Regions from separate parts of the Sus scrofa genome. Here region 1 is linked to region 2. The links are chromatin contacts, called in public HiChIP or PLAC-seq maps. All regions are on one chromosome and are shown on one strand. Each heading gives the region's core, a stretch centred on a gene start, on an enhancer-like site or on the middle of the called end of the contact. The rest is flanking DNA. Distances are from core to core; before and after follow the strand shown.

What was found. HiChIP or PLAC-seq counts read pairs in DNA pulled down with a chosen protein or histone mark.
Region 1: a contact with region 2 is called in an H3K27ac HiChIP or PLAC-seq map of alveolar macrophages. The contact joins two enhancer-like sites. A contact is called at or near these places in 1 of 47 Hi-C or Micro-C datasets (embryonic fibroblasts) and 1 of 2 datasets of contacts at active chromatin or transcription factors (alveolar macrophages).

What each region holds. Positions count from the first base shown.
Region 1 is chr9:66,561,240-66,566,515 of Sscrofa11.1, reverse strand. SLC26A9 (solute carrier family 26 member 9) reads left to right here. Exons shown (of 21, transcript XM_021063285.1): 18 at 879-933; 19 at 2,559-2,704; 20 at 4,927-4,998. Among named protein-coding and RNA genes, the nearest start is that of PM20D1, 13 kb to the right of the region's middle. Within about 2 kb of position 2,440, at least 11 of the 83 cell types and tissues checked have an H3K27ac peak or open chromatin away from gene starts, as enhancers often do. A contact at or near this core is called in alveolar macrophages, where this site is marked.
Region 2 is chr9:66,344,278-66,349,545 of Sscrofa11.1, reverse strand. It overlaps SLC45A3 (solute carrier family 45 member 3), which reads left to right. Exons shown (of 5, transcript XM_003357397.4): 3 at 1-268; 4 at 946-1,211; 5 at 3,027-4,804. The coding sequence ends at 3,464. Among named protein-coding and RNA genes, the nearest start is that of SLC45A3, 19 kb to the left of the region's middle. Within about 2 kb of position 1,660, at least 10 of the 83 cell types and tissues checked have an H3K27ac peak or open chromatin away from gene starts, as enhancers often do. A contact at or near this core is called in alveolar macrophages, where this site is marked.

The DNA of each region.
Region 1 (5,276 bases), core at 1,191-3,690, 220 kb before region 2:
GAGCAGGCCCAGGCAGTCCAAGACGATGAGTGCCTGGGAAGGAGTACCAGAGCCAGGCTCTGCTGGGTCACCTGTCCTAGCACCCAAGTTCCCTCTCGGGCTGCCAGGAACCCACCCCTGGGGAGAGTTCAACTGGGTCCTGATGCATGATCTGTTGCTCCTTCCTACATTCACCCAGACACTAGCATCCGCTGGTTCTGGCCAACCGAGGAAAGGAGAAGAAATAACATCAGTGCCCCACATCCTTACGCCAAACAGGCAGCTCACTGAACACCTTGAGTAAATGTATCCATCTGATGTCTTCTCAGCAGCCATTTCCAATGGCAAGGAGTCAGCAAACCTCAGAGCTGGGCCATAGAGAGGCAGCTCAGGGAAACCAGCCGGTCCAGAGGGCACACAGGCTGATGTTGTCATCATCAGCCAGGTGCACAGAGGCTCCATCCCCAGCTGTGGGCTCAGCTGGCTTCCCTAGCCTGGACCTGGGGTCCATTCAGGGAAAGCCCTGGCCTCTCCGGGCCTCAGTCTTCCTCTGCATGATCTGCCTGAAGCCACACATTCACGGGAGAGATGGAGTCTGGGACTCTCAGCTACAGAAAGAAAAGATCTGGCCCCATACGAAGGGGCCTCGGGGACTTTAAGTGGCTGCCTGGTTGGCAAAGCCCCATGTCCTCCCCGCTTTCCAGAGGAGCAATCCGCCAACACTCCAGGGAGAAGTGGTGTGCTTTGCTGCTATTTTTATCTTTGGCTGCCAGGGCTCTCAGGGCTGCTTATTTGTTTGGCTTCCCCTCTGAAGTGCATTTTGTGAATTACTTTTGAGATCCACTCAGAACATTCTTTTCCTTTTGTCTCCCTACCCCACCCCCCTCCCCACCCCCCAGCTGAGCTCCACTTACAGGAAGATTGGTGTGCAGGTCTTCTTGGTGAACATTCATGGTAAGAGAAGGCGGATGGTTAGGAGACCAGGAGGCTGGTGAGGGAGTAGGGTAGGAACAGGTGGGGGGGGATGCTGAATAGCCAGGGGGGTGGAAATGAGAACACCCAAACGTTCTCCCAAACTACTGCCTGCTTGTAAGAGCTTCAGGCACGAGTCAGAAGGGACCACAGCTAGAGTATATAAACATCCTAGGGGTCTCAAAAACAGAGTGGGGATTGTGGAGTTAAGGACAATGATGGCGCTCCCGTGGTGGCTCAGTGGTTAGCAAACTCGACTAGCATCCATGAAGACATGGGTTCGATCTCTGGCTTTGCTCAGTGGATTAAGGATCTGTCATGAGCTGCATGTAGGTGGCAGATGCAGCTTGGATCTGGAGTTGATGTGGCTATGGCTGTGGCATAGACCAGTGGCTTCAGCTCCGATTGGACCCCTAGCCTGGGAACCTCCATATGCCATGAGTGTGGCCCTAAAAAGACAAAAAATATCAAAAAAAAAGAAAGAAAGGGAGTTCCCGTCATGGCTCAGTGGTTAACGAATCCGACTAGGAACCATGAGCTTGCAGGTTCGATCCCTGGCCTTGCTTAGTGTGTTAAGGATCCAGCGTTGCCATGAGCTGTGGTGTAGGTTGCAGACGCGGCTCAGATCTGGCGTTGTTGTGGCTGTGGTGTAGGCTGGCGGCTACAGCTCTGATTCGCCCCCTAGCCTGGGAACCTCCATATGCCGTAGGAGCAGCCCTAGAAAAGGCAAAAAGACAAAAAGACAAAAAAAAAAAAAAAGGACAGCTAGGGGAGTTCCCTGGTGGCTCAGTGGGTTAAGGATCCAGTGTTGTCACTGCTGTGGTATAGCTTCCATCCCTGGCCTGGGAATTTCCACATGTCACGGGTATGGCAACTAGGATTCTAATTTGCCCCACCAGTAACTTGCCACATATCTCCTTGGTCAGGTCACTTCATCTATCTAGGGATCAGTTGCCACCTTCATAAAATGAGGGGGTGGACCAGATGAATTTGGGTATCTTCTCTACAGTATAGTTAGATATACCATAACTATCTGGGGAAGATTCAGACACACAATTTTATAGGCACACAGCCTCCAAGGGGCACACATACACAGCCTCAAGGACATGCCAAGTGGCAGTGGACCTTCGCCTTGTTAGCATGTATACAGAGTGCAGGGATGTGGACACACAGCAGGTGCACACAGACACACAAGGGAATGGGAAGGGGCCCACACACACCCTGATTCCCTCTGAGGTCAGCGACTGCCAGCAGGCCTAGGCAGCTGCAGCTCCGCTCAGGGTGAGCGTCTGTACCGGCAGTGACCTGCTCTGTGTGTGCTCTGGAGTTAGAGCAGAGGCTCTCCCCCCCACCCCTCACTGGACACCACCCCCCAGATCGTTTAGCCTTTCCCTCTGGAATCACCGCAAACTACCAACTCCCTGAATCCAATTGCTTCCTTCTGCCCTGGGTTGAATGTTCAGCATCCTCGAGCTCGAGTTGCCCCCTGCTGTCCAGAACTGATACTGCAAAGCCTGCTCTCCCCTTCCCTCTCACCATCTTCCCCTGCCCCCAGCTCCAGTCCACAACGGGGTTACCTTTTGAAGGTGCTCTTTCCCTCTTTCCAGCCCAGGTGTACAATGACATTAGCCACGGAGGCGTCTTTGAAGATGGGTGTCTAGAGCGCGATCACGTCTTTCCCAGCATACACGATGCTGTCCTCTTTGCCCAGGCAAAGGCCCAGGAAGTGGCCCCAGGACATGCTTTCCGAGGGGTAAGATGTCTGTGCTTAGAGAACCCTGGGCCCCAGGGCACTGAAATAGCAGGACGGTTTGGGTTCCAACACCAATTCTGTCGTTTAACTTTTCTGGGAGTTCCCGTCAATCCTCAACTACGATCCATGAGGATGCGGGTTTGATCCCCGGCCTTGCTCAGTGGGTGAAGGATCCGGTGTTGCTATGAGCTGTGGTGTATGTCGCAGACACAGCTCAGATCCTGCCTTGCTGGGGCTGTGGCATAGGCTGGCAGCAGCACCTCTGATTGGACCTGGGAGCTTCCAAATGCCAAAGGTGCAGACCAAAAAAGCGAAAAGATAAATGTTTCTGAAGCTGTTTTCTTATCTGTGGAATGGCTACCCCAAGGTAATATTACCTAACTCACAGGATTTTTCTTTTATTTTGACTTTAGGATCATCTGATCATATTTTTTATGTCCCTTTCAAGAGTTTTGTATTATAAAATTCTTTACCAACATTAATTTCCAGATCACACAAACACCCAAAGCGTAGTAGGTTATGCCCAGAATTCTGGCACAGCCGACCCTCTCCTGCTCCTTCCCTCTTTCTAGAAGAAGCCTTGGAGAAGGGAGGGGAGTAAGCCTGCCCGTTTTAATTTAGCAGAGCTTAGAGATTTCAGACTGGTGATGGATGAAGAGTATGGCTCAGGGTTTTGTCTCAGCTTCTTGACATTTAATTTCCTAGCTCAGTAAGCGGTATGCAAATGAGCTACAAATAACACTGTCTACAAATAACACTCCAGAAAGCCCGGGAGGTAGAAAAATCCCATCCTGCTGGAGTCCTTGCCCAGGCCTCCCCAGCCAACCCCACCTCCAAGATTGCCCTCCCAGCTCATGCTGCCCTTGACCTCCCAAGACTCTGTGCTGTGCCCATGATAAAAAAATAAAATAACAAAAAACAATAACGAAAAAACAAAAAAACTCTTCTGCCCTCTGTGGGTCCTCAGAAAGTCTTTTCTGGCCCCAGGGCAACCACTTGCTCTTTGCTTTAAGAGACTGATAAAGGTGAAGCCATCTGTTCTAAGTGCTGAAAGCCTGCCCAAGGAAACACGGGGCCTGGCGCCAGCCCATGGCACACAGAGAGAAACTGTGTGAGAGCAAAGGCCTTTCTGGCCACATGCACCTCGTCGCCAGAGCAAAGAGGGAGATTCTGGAAGAATCCTCAGCATCCGTTATTGCACAAATAATGTCCAGTTACTACAGTGTAGATTTTTTTTTTTTTTTTTTTGCTTTTTAGGGCCACACTTGTGGCATATGGAGGCTCTCAGGCTAGGGGTCTAATTGGAGCTGTTGCCGCCAATCTACGCCAGAGCCACAGCAATGCCGGATCCTTAACCCACTGAGCAAGGCCGGGATTGAACCCCCATCCTCATAGATCTTAGTTGGGTTCGTTAACACCTGAGCCACGATGGGAACTCCGCTACGGTGTAGATATTCTTAAAAATTTATATTATACCCATTGTACATTTACATGTTACAGAATATATACACATATACGAATTACACACACACACACACACACACCCTTTTCAACAGTGCAGTGAAGGAGAACCAGCAAAGTGAGTTCGAGTACCCTCTTACAGATGAGGAAACAGACTTCCAGGGCGGGGAAACAGACCCCCAGGTCAGGCAGCTAGCCAGTCCTCCCCATAAGCTAGGTAACCCTCCCTGCCTCTGAGAGCCCCACTGCAGAGGCCGCCCCCGATGCACACCTGTCTGCTGTGAGGAAGAAGAGCACAGCTGGGCTGTATTTTGAGAGGCAAATGAGGGAGGCGAGGGAAGGGGCAAGAGGGTGAGTTGTGTCAGAACCTGTGGTCCCCCGGAGTTTCCGTCGTGGCCCAGTGGTTAGTGAATCCGACAAGGAACCATGAGGTTGCGGGTTCGATCCTTGGCCTTGCTCAGTGGGTTAAGGATCCGGCGTTGCCATGAGCTGTGGTGTAGGTTGAAGATGCGGCTCGGATCCCAAGTTGCTGTGGCTCTGGTGTAGGCTGGCGGCTACAGCTCCAGTTAGACCCCTGGCCTGAGAACCTCCATATGCTGTGGGAGCAGTCAACAAATGACAAAAAGACAGAAAAAAAAAAAAAAAAAGAACATGTGGTCCCCCCTCTCCCTCTCCCCTGGAGCCTGCCCTTGGAGCCAGGCTGTCATTCAGGCACTGGCACTCATTCTGCTCCCCTTTCCTTCCTCCCCGCCCCCGTCCAGGCTCCAGTGGACCCTGAGCTCTCTTTGTACGATTCAGAGGAGGACGGCCCCAGCTACTGGGACTTGGAGCAGGTAAGCTGAGCTGATGGAGGAAGAGCCTCTCAAACCCACAGTGTTGGCTGGACTCCTCCACCTCCAAGCCAGAGCAGTCACCTTGAAGGCAACAACGTTTCTTTCTCATCTTTCTTTTAATAGCAGATCTTAATTCTTCTCACTCCCGGAAAGGCATCCTGGGGGAGGGGAGAGTCACTGGACCAAGTCCTGGAGAACTCATATCTATTCTTAACTCTCCAACGCACAGGCCACGGATTTGGGGCAAGCCAAGTAACACCACACGGCCCCAGGGTTTA
Region 2 (5,268 bases), core at 411-2,910:
GGGCTCTCGGTCCCCTCCATGCCGTCCTACTGCTGCCCCTGCCGTGCCCGCCTGGCTTTCCGGAACCTGGGCGCCCTCTTTCCCCGGCTGCACCAGCTCTGCTGCCGTATGCCTCGCACCCTGCGCCGACTCTTTGTGGCCGAGCTGTGCAGTTGGATGGCATTCATGACCTTCACGCTGTTTTACACGGACTTCGTGGGCGAGGGGCTGTACCAGGGTGTGCCCAGGGCTGAGCCGGGCACTGAGGCCCGGAGACACTATGATGAAGGTAAGGCCTGGGTAGGGGTGGGGCGGGCATGGGGAGGGGGTTCTGTGGGAGCTGCCCTTCAGTGGATGTTCAGGCGCAGGGAGAGGCCCACGGCCAGTGCCTGGGCTGGAAGCAGTGTATCTGGGCCCCGATTTCCCCATCAGGAAAATGGGCCCATGTACAGGTTGCGTGTGTGTGTGTGCGGGCATTGCTGTGGTCTCGGCAGAGCCTCCGGCTGCTCAGAGTTTGACCTGTCATCACCCCCACTTGACAGAGGAAGAGGTGGAGCTTTTTAAGGTTCCCAGGCTGGGCCTCAGGTCCACCTGGCCCCAACTTTAGTGTCCCCTCCGCTCTCCTGCTGACTTCCCCATCGCCAGCCCCTTCCAGCTCAGGCATTCTGGAACTCTGTCTTGGAGCCTGTGCAGAACCGCCTTTGTGTCCCTCCGGCTCCCAGCAAGCTGAGCACAGTCAGCCCTTTGAACATCTTCCTCTGCCCTTAGCCAGTGGCTTTGGCCACATCCCCTGAGGTCAGTGGAAGAACCTGGACTCCCGTTCCTATGGGCAGGGTGCGAGAGGCTGGGGAGCAGGTCCGGAATACAGCAGGTGCCTGTGGCTCCTAATTCTGAGCCACCCCCACCCCAAAGATTGTATTGGGCCTCCCCCACCTTGTCTGACCGCCTTTCCCCCTCCCTCCCCAGGGGTCCGGATGGGCAGCCTGGGGCTGTTCCTGCAGTGTGCCATCTCCCTGCTCTTCTCTCTGGTCATGGACCGGCTGGTGCAGCGCTTCGGCACCCGGGCTGTCTACCTGGCCAGCGTGGTGGCTTTCCCCGTGGCTGCGGGTGCCACGTGCCTGTCCCGCAGTGTGGCTGTGGTGACTGCTTCGGCCGCCCTCACTGGGTTCACCTTCTCTGCCCTGCAGATCCTGCCCTACACGCTAGCCTCCCTCTACCACCGGGAGAAGCAGGTACTGGCAGCCGAGCGGAGGTGGGAGGGAGGCTTCCCCCGTCTGGCAGGAGAAGCTGCAGAAGGCATATTCTTTGATGGAGGAGGAAGCCTGTTGTAGCCCTGGGGGCTGAGACTGGGGCTGCGGAAGAAGAGTACAGATTAGATTCTGGGAATGACTTCCTGGTGTCAGGACTATAAAGCCCTTGAGTGGATGATGCAGGAAATGCAAAATCCTTCTCTAGGAATCCTGAAGAATCAGGCCGCACTGGGTGGTTCTCTGCAGCGGCGGGGGGCTTGGATCAGATGACCACTGGGGCACAGCTTCAGCAGCCCCTGGTGAGGGATGGTCTGGTGTTGACCACGCCTCTCTGTATTCGGGGAGGGGCCTTGTGACTGACCAAACTTGCCTGCATCTCTGAGATGGGGAAGGCTCCTCGCTGACCCCTGTCTTTCAGTTTCTCTTCCTTTTCTGTCTAATTCTCTCTTTTCTTTTGCTGCCTCACTCCTTTACCTCGTCCCCTTTCCCTGCCCTCATTGGCTGATCTCTGAGCCTGATGCACCTGACACTGCTCGCTGGGGCACTGTGTAAGGTGGGGGCCTCCTTCCTGCCCTGCCCCACCCTCTCCAGCCCCTCCAGGGGCCCCCTTCTGTGGGACGCCTTCTGACCCAGGTTGTGCGGTCACCTTTGCTGCCCTCCACTGGCCTCACTGAGCTACAGCCCTGGGTAACAGAGCTCTGCTCATGGGGGCAAGAAGTTGGGGTGTCCCAAGGAAAAAGTGATGCCACCTTCGTAGAGCTTCTAGACCGTAGGGAAGGCACATTCTGCCCCTGGCAGGACATGAGTGGGGTGGCAAACACCCAGCTGGAAGGCTGGATAACTGACTAGGTAGCTGCAGGGGTGGGTGTGGAGGGGTGTTGTGTGGGGTGGCAGGAGGAGAGGTCCTGGGACGCCTGTTCCAAAGAGCTGCTGAGGGCAGGGTTGGCCCCACACCCTGGCTGTACCCGCTTTGTCCCCTTCCAGCAGCACCACGAGCCTTGGGCTTCCCTGGTGTCAGGTTTGAGCTCTGCTGTCGCTCCCAGCTCTGATGCAGCCAACTCTGGGAGCTCTTCGTTAGCACTAGTGGGCCCGGGGATGGTGGTCCTGTGAGTTCTGACCTTGTCCTTAGACGGGAGGCTCTGGGGCACTGTGGGCAGGGCAGGGGCAGGTCATGCTGATCCAAGGCAGACAGCGAGAAGCAGCAAGAAGCCTTCAGCATTAGCACAGCCGGGCCATTCCTCTGCTCCTTGCTTCTTCCAGGCCGGTCTGAGGACCCTCCCTGCACCAGGCTGGGGCCACAGACCTCACAGTAGGGCAGCAGCTACAGCCTGGGCCCCGCGCCCCGCAGCGGGAGGGGAGCATCTCTCTGTGGAGGTTGATGAGGGCAGGCAGGAGGAAGGTGAGGAGCTCCTGCAGGGACTTGGGGCCTCGGGGGCCCCACCTTTCGATCCTGTTCCTCTGCTCTTACATGTGTGTCTCTTCTTGCCTGTGTTCATTCTTCCTGTGTCTTTTCCTTTACCTGGGCTTCTGTTCTCTTCCTAACCTCAGTACTGAGTTTGTCTGCCACTCACCGATTCTAGGAGCAGCCAGAGGAGACCCAGACTTCTGGTTTCCCAGCCCCCTCTCTGTGTCCCACTCATGGGGAGGGTCCTTACTAGACCCAGACCAAGCAGGGTCTGCTGTCTTCTGGCCTGCTGCCTGGTTTCTGCTAGCCCCTGGAATAAAGGCAGAGTCTGTTCTCATAGCTGGGGTATGCTTGGGTACATACCTGTCCTTGGGTGTCCCCCCTTCCCCCAGGTTTTCCTGCCTAAATACCGAGGAGACGATGGAGCTGGCGCCAGTGAGGACAGCCTGATGACCAGCTTCCCGCCAGGCCCTAAGGCCGCATCCCCCTTCCCCAACGGACACATCGGTGCTGGAGGCAGCAGTCTGCTCGCATCCCCACCCACACTCTGTGGGACCTCTGCCTGTGATGTCTCCATGCGTGCGGTGGTGGGTGAGCCACCAGAGGCCAGGGTTGTTCCGGGCCGGGGCATCTGCCTGGACCTTGCCATCCTGGACAGTGCCTTCCTGCTGTCCCAGGTGGCCCCGTCCCTGTTTATGGGCTCCATTGTTCAGCTCAGTGAGTCTGTCACTGCCTATATGGTGTCGGCCGCAGGCCTGGGTCTGGTTGCCATTTACTTTGTCACGCAGGTAGTATTTGACAAGAGTGACCTGGCCAAATACTCAGTGTAGGGTACCTCTAACCCGCTGAGAGAGGGCGGGCCTCCCTGGGTCCCAGCTCCCGCTATCCCAGTCTCCTGTGAGCCCAGCCATTGGGCTGGGGGCTGGCCTTCCCGTTTCTATTGCTGCCAAAGTGGCGTGGCTCTCTGCTGCCTCCCTGTGGCAGTGAGGTGCATAGCTGCACAGATGGGGGACTGGGGCTCCTTCCCTCCCACTTCTCCCCAGTCTTTAGGGCTGGTTGACTGGTAGTTCTCCAAAAAGCTTTAGTCTGGACTTCTACAAGGAGAGCAGGGCAGGGCATTCCATTAGCTCCGTGCACTGTAATGCAGGCCTCTGCTAGGGGATAACCCAGGCTCAGGGTTAACAGCTAGTGCCCTGGCCGAGACATACCCAGAGAAGGGACATGGGGAGCTGAGTAAACTCAACCACCTGGTCTCCTGCCACCAAGGCCCCTTATCCTATAGGTTCCCCCAATGTTGCTCTTGCATGGCAGTTTCTAATATGGAACTCTCCTCTATAGGATTTGATGTATGAAAATCACTGAGGGGCATAGTCCTAAGGGGAGAAGGGAAGCTGCCTGGCTCCACAGGGTTACAGCCTTTCTGCTGTTCCCTAATTTTATTAGGATGTGGCTTGTTGGCCCCTGTGTTGCCATCATAGGGACATAAGTCTTTAAATATTTAACTTATTTATTTAAGTAGAAGGGGAATCAGTTTCCAGCTCTGCTGGTGTCTAGGAGTTGGGTAGGATGAGATCCCTAACGACTAGGTCCCCTGAGATGGTTGGTGACTGGGCCAGCATCTCCTTCTCCTGGAGTGATTGGTCCAACCCCCGCGTTGCCTAATCCTGAGCTTGGAAGCTCTGCTCAGCCTAACTCATATCCCAAATCCTGTTACCCAAGGTGGGGAGGGCTGGGGAAAAGTGGCTGGTGGGGTTCCAGGTCTCAGCAGCCTTCCTAGCCTCTCCCCCTCTCTTGGCCGAGCCGCCCCTCAACTCCCCTCTGCTCCCTCTAGGACTGGGCTGATGAAGGAGCTGCCCAGCCCCCACCTTTCCCCACTGGCAACCACAGCCCCTCTCCTTGGGGCTGTTCTGACCAGAAGCACAGTGTGGCTCCTTGAGCCTTTCTCCGTCTCAGCCCCCAGGGCATATCTGTACTTGGGGAATCTAGCACAGACACTCAGGAGCACACCCCCGCCCCCCCCAAGGAGGTCTTATCTCTGGGGGGGTTTTAAGTGCCGTTTGCAATAATGTTATGTCTTATTTATTTAGTGGAGTAAATATTTTATACTGTATGTGAGCAATCAGAGTATAATGTTTATGGTGATGAAATTAAAGTCTTCTTATATGTTTAACTGGTCTTTGTCTCTTTTCTGAAGGGAAAATTTATTATTCTCTCTAAAATCACCCTAAATTTCCTTCTGGGATCTGTTTGGCAGCTTCAGTTCCCAGCACCACCAGCAGATGGAGCCATAGGCCAACATTCTCGAGTCCTTTGGCACTGGGTGTGGCTGTGCCACCCCAGAATTGGGGTGTCCCTTTACAGGGTGAGGGAGAGGGTGGGAAGAGTAAGGATACAAAGGAGCAAGGGAATTTTCCTTCTCAAAGGGCTCACAGTGTGGCCAAGGAGATGGAGCTAGCACCCATGACCAGTTACAGCAGTAGGAAGCCCCTGGGGGAGGGTCTGACACCACTGTGCCTTGGTGCTCACCCTTTCCCATTCCTTCCTGCCAGGCTCAGGTCAAGTTCAGTGTTCTCGGCCTTGCCACCTCTTCTACCCCTTCAAGTGTGAATGACTTTCCTGTCCCTTAAATTTAGG